2 separate regions of the Hordeum vulgare genome follow, and region 2 is linked to region 1. Evidence: chromatin contacts called from public Hi-C data. All regions are on one chromosome and are shown on one strand. The core of a region is the stretch at or near the end of the contact, and the rest is flanking DNA. Distances in the headings are between cores, read along the strand shown.

Region 1 (2,700 bases), core at 97-2,596:
CTCTCCTCGACGACGTGTGTGTTCCTCTGTGGGTTGCCACGTCGTCGTGTGTGTCCCGTATGAACGTGTTGTAACAGTATTTGTACGGTTTTTTGTTAATTAATCGGACAATTCTTTTCTTCTTAATTAGTATGATGTTTTGCCTTCGTTTCAAAAAAATACATGGAATTGATAGGCTGGATTGTAGAGGGACATGGAGTGCAGCATGGATTAAAAGAAGTTGCAGACCGTGAAGTAGGGACTGAAAGGTGAACACAAAGGCAGAATTGGAACGACCAACCACACACAGGCATGTCAAAGATGTAATTTTAAGGTAAGCGCGGTAGTGCTCACCTGGTAAGATGATGTGCTAGATCTCATGATGAAGTCCCATTGGAATACATCTTTGCTGATTGGGCCAGAATCCGCGGCGCTGCCGCCGGCCGAGAAATGACGCACGGAGACATCGGTAAACTATGCCTTCCTCGACGTTATGGAATTTCAGGTAGCCGGTAACGAAATCGCACCCTGGTCGTAGTCCCAGTGTGGAGAGTGGCGTCGGATGAGAGGCAATGCAGTATTCATGACGGAGGATGGCAGCACAGACATGTTTTTAGATGCAAAAGCTTTGACGCTCAGTTTCATCTAGCACTCTCTTTGAATAATAGAGGGTGTGTTAATGAGAAGAGATGAATGTTGCAGTTTACTTCCATGTGCATTTGTGGTCGGGCGATGTTCGACCCCAGAACTGGAAGAGGTTGCGGTGGGCATTTCCTATTTCGCGCCACACGCGTCAGTTAACTGGCAACGGTGGCGTTCATAAATGGGTCGGACCATGTAGGCGCCGTTTGATATTTTTTTTTAAATTATACAAACTCATTTTAATATTGAAGAACATTTTCTTAAATTTCCGCAAATATTTTTTAAGATTGATGAAGGTTTTTGCATATTGATGAATGTTTTTGAATTTTGATGAACATCTTTTTGAAAATGGATGAAATTTTTAAAGATTTATGATTTTTTTTAATTCAATGAACTTTTTTAGATTGTTTATGAATTTTTACAAATTTATTGAACTTTTTAAAAATTTAATGCACTTTTGCTAAATTGGGTGAACTTCTTTTTTAATTCCAATGTTTTAAAATTGATGAACTTTTTTTTCAAAATTGATTAGCTTTTTTAAAAGATAAGATATTTTTTTTTCGAATGGGTGAACGTTTATTTCTTTAAATCTGTAACCTTTTTCTGATTCTATAATTTTATTTTCATAACAAAAAATGAAAAAAAAAACTGGACATCACTCTAATGGGCCGGCTCATGCTAGCAATATTGCAGGCGCTGGATCGTTAACGGACGTCTGCGGCGCTGCATAAAAGCTCCCGTAGCGGTGGCGATGGGAATTGAAGCTGAGATGAGGCTTGTGGTTTACATGGGCTAGCACAATAGACCGAGTTCATTTGACGTACGTTATTGGGATGGGAAACAAAGTGAGCATGCAAATACACAGCGTGTATAGTTGATTTCTTTCGTGATTTTGTTTTCCTGAGGTGGTAGATTTATTGAGTTGATTGGCTGTATGTTGTTTGCTGATGTGGGTATCTTGCATGTTAAGAGAAATTAGCTAATGGGTGTCTCCTATTTAGTTATAGTAGATTCATATCCATGGCCATTATCATCTTTAGTCCTAGAACGTTTATAGTCTTTATAGATAAAAAATTCTATAGATAAAATATTATTTGTTACTCGAGCAGTATGAGCGGATACAATGATCTAATCTAACACACGTTTTCACACTTGCAAATATGAATGATTTGGTCATAATTTTTAGAACTTGTATACTGATGGATCTGATTTATAACAAGAGTCACGCATAATACACAAGAAGTATCTCAAAATGGCAATGTGTACATAGTTTTTATAGCGTCTCCATTTCAAATCCATGTTTAAATGTGTTTATATACATTAGACTTATGTAAACCTATGATATTACTTATGCCATATAATTGTATTTAGTGAAAAACTTGATAGGATACTTGACACATAGTTATCTTTACAATTATACTCCAAGTATCGTGTACACATATGAGTTCAAAGTGATTAAAGTTATTCAATTTTTGTATTATCATGTGCATATGACTAAGAGTTCCTATGATAACACGCAAGGTATCATCTAGATATTCCGAAACCGAAACCAGCATCATGACACTGTTCGATCCACACAAGAAACTCGCAACAAGACTTCCAAATGTGCCACGTTGCTTCCTGGGTGCCCCCCACATGATATTATTCATAATACATTGACTAAATAAAGAAATAAATCACCCCAAACAAGATATTGCTTGTATTTTGTTTCTATTTAGTTGTGGCTTGTAATTGTAATACTACCAACTAACATGCTTAGCACGTACCGGAGTACTTGTACTCTATGACTTTAGTACTATAATAGAGTTCCCTCGTGGAGTAAGCGGGGGAGTTTGCCAGTTTGACGCATCGTCAGTTCATGCACATACAGTCCCAGTTAGTGATAGGCCTAGCCAATGCACGTTGAGCAGCGGGCTGGGACGACCATGTGGGATGCGACGCAAACGACATAGGCGTGATGTACATGGTCTAGTTTCTCGTTCCAAACTTGTGAAGTATAACACTTAGTTTTGAATTTATAAGTTGTATCGTGCTACCCATATATATAGTTTGGTACGTTGGGTCTTGCATCGTACATAT
Region 2 (2,700 bases), core at 171-2,670, 760 kb after region 1:
GGCGCGGCCTGGTCACCATTCCCGACACAGGAAGAGGTGGTGCCGGCTCCTATGCAGGCGCCTCAGGCCATGGCTCCCACGTGGCAGGGCCCGTTGGCCCACATGTGGCAGCCTCCGCCCTACATCGACCTCACGAATGACGAGGACGACGACAATACCGACAACTGATGGCAGCCACGACGAAAGGCTTCAACTTTTTTATGTTGTTTTAGTTTTAAATTTGTGGTAGAAATTTCTGAACTTGACTTTGGGCCGGTGTTACATTATTATTTTAGGTTTTAAAATTTGTTTTGTCATGTCTATTCGGGTGATGTATGCAACTCAACGTCATCATCGATGATGTGGGGCTAGGATTTAGTTGCCGATGTGTACGTCATTTTTGGATGGAACAACCCCGTTAAACGCACGGAAGGCCGCCCGACCGGAAGCGGAGGGGCGTGTTCTTTTTTTTCCAAACGGATAAAATCCGGATAAAACAAAGGTTGGAGTTGTTCTTGCCTCCTCTATTTTCTTCATGCGGAGGTCTTGACTCTTGAAGTTGCTTGGAGTGGAGTGCATGCATGCATGCAGGTGCGATCCTGCCGTATGATCCAAACTCGTCTGCACGTAGTACTGCGATCCACGATACTCCCATATTTTCTTGGAATACGTACTCCTAGTAACTATACCCGGCCCATCAACAACACATTGAATTTTTGCAAGTACTTCTAACAAGGTGCATATGGGCAGCCAACTAGCCGGTGCGGTTACTGGTCCGGTCCAGACCACGCATGTGTCACCAATGCGGGCATGTGACTTGCTGGAGCACGCACGCAGCTGGACCCCCACCGTATCTGCATGCCACTACTTGAGTTGAGGCAGTCAACCCTAGATCGGTCGATCTCGGCACACACAAAAACAGAAAATGATTCGTCTGCATGAGGTGCGGTGCGTGCCGACAAATTACATAAATCCATTGAGGATAAGTAGAGATACAACCATACACACAAGTTTATTCAAATATATTTGCTCACGGTTGGTGGTTACTTGGAGTGCCTAGCTAGCTAACGGTGCCAACTCCCCCTCTAGACACTTTCTTCAGTCATTATCAATTCATTTAGCATCATGTACATATACTCGAAAATGATGCTCGTAGTAGTAGAAAAAAATGCTCCCCGAATCATTTCGCACCTGCAGCGCACACGTCCGTCCACTCATCATCGCACCCGAACGGATTAGACAAACGGCTCAAAAGGCTTTCCCCCCGGGCTCCACACCATCGTAACGTTCACCCACCAAGACCCTACCCACTCCACCACAGCATGGGGAAAGGGATTCTGGCCCCACCTCTCAGCGAGTGAACAACTTGTAGCAGCAGTGCGGACGGCAGCACAGTCTTCTTCACTACACTCATCCACTCCGCTGCGCTCTCCTGCGCGTCTGCTGCTAATGGATGGCTCCACATAAAAGACGCAGGGGGGCGCGTGAGTCATCAAGCCCCCCACTGCCCGCGCCTGCCAGCCGCGGCAATAATAATATCTCGGCCGCTTCCTGCCATGCCGCACGCTAGCACGCTAGGATCGAGTAGCTCGTAGCGTAGCCGTGCGACGGAGGGAGGTGGGTCGATGCCCGCGGCCGTGGAACAACAGCAACCGCGAGCCGGTGGTGTCCGCCATGGGGAATAAGAAGGGCGGGTCGTCGTGGCTCACCGCCGTCAAGCGGGCCTTTCGCTCGCCGTCCAAGGAGGACAGCCCCAAGAAGTCTGCACGCCTGCGCGAGGACCCCGACGCCGACGAGGATAAGGTCGCCCACCTTCCCCCGTTTCTTCTCTCAGTGCATCTCTCCGGCCGTCCTTCTCGGCGTTTCATTCTTGATTAGTCTTTATCGAACCTACTCCTCGTCATTCTCGGTGTCCTAACTAATGTATTCCGGAGTACAAGTTAATGCATGACTGACGCTGTGTCTCGTGCACTCGCACCGCGCAGACCAAGAGGGAGAGGAGGAGATGGCTCTTCAGGAGATCCTCGTCCCCGTCTCCTTCCCCGGCGTCTGCTACCGCGCCGCCGGAGCAGCAGCAATCGGCGGCGAGGTCGGCACCTGCGCCTGCTGTAACGGACGAGCAACGTCACGCCATCGCGCTCGCCGTGGCGACCGCGGCGACGGCCGAGGCTGCCGTGGCCACGGCTCAGGCGGCGGCTGAGGTCGTCCGCCTGACCCGCCCCTCCTCCAGCTTCGTGCGGGAGCACTACGCCGCCATTGTCGTGCAGACCGCCTTCCGAGGCTACCTGGTAGCTAACTGCTTGCAATGGCTACGTCTCACTTGCCGTCGATCTCATTCTCCCTCCAGGCGTTCGCCCTAATGCGTTTCTGCCCTTGCACAGGCGAGGCGTGCTCTGCGCGCGCTCAAGGGGCTGGTGAAGCTGCAGGCGCTAGTGCGCGGGCACAACGTGCGGAAGCAGGCCAACATGACGCTGCGGTGCATGCAGGCGCTGGTGCGCGTCCAGGCGCGCGTGCGCGACCAGCGGATGCGACTCTCCCAGGAGTCCCTGTCCGCCGCCGGTGCGGCTGCCTGTGGCAGCAGCAAATCCTCCTACAGCGTTGACACATCCGCTTTGTGGGACTCCAAGTACACCCAAGAATACGCCGAACGCCGCTCTGTGGTCCGTCTTTACCAATCAATATTCGCATCTGTTGATCACATGCTGCTGTTTGTTACAATTT

The links. A called contact is a pair of places that touch in the nucleus more often than the background predicts.
Region 2: a Hi-C map of leaf shows a contact between it and region 1, with 3 times the contacts expected there. The contact joins the promoter of LOC123409668 here to the enhancer-like site in region 1. A contact is called at or near these places in 2 of 6 Hi-C or Micro-C datasets (leaf and seedling) and 1 of 1 datasets of contacts at active chromatin or transcription factors (embryo).

The regions. Positions count from the first base shown.
Region 1 is chr7H:425,354,100-425,356,799 of MorexV3_pseudomolecules_assembly, forward strand. No RefSeq gene overlaps it. Among protein-coding and RNA genes, the nearest start is that of LOC123411047, 65 kb to the left of the region's middle. Within about 2 kb of position 1,347, at least 2 of the 3 cell types and tissues checked have open chromatin away from gene starts, as enhancers often do. A contact at or near this core is called in leaf, where this site is marked.
Region 2 is chr7H:426,112,240-426,114,939 of MorexV3_pseudomolecules_assembly, forward strand. LOC123409668 (protein IQ-DOMAIN 18-like) reads left to right here and starts at 1,421. Exons shown (of 5, transcript XM_045102538.1): 1 at 1,421-1,782; 2 at 1,965-2,267; 3 at 2,361-2,639. The coding sequence starts at 1,654.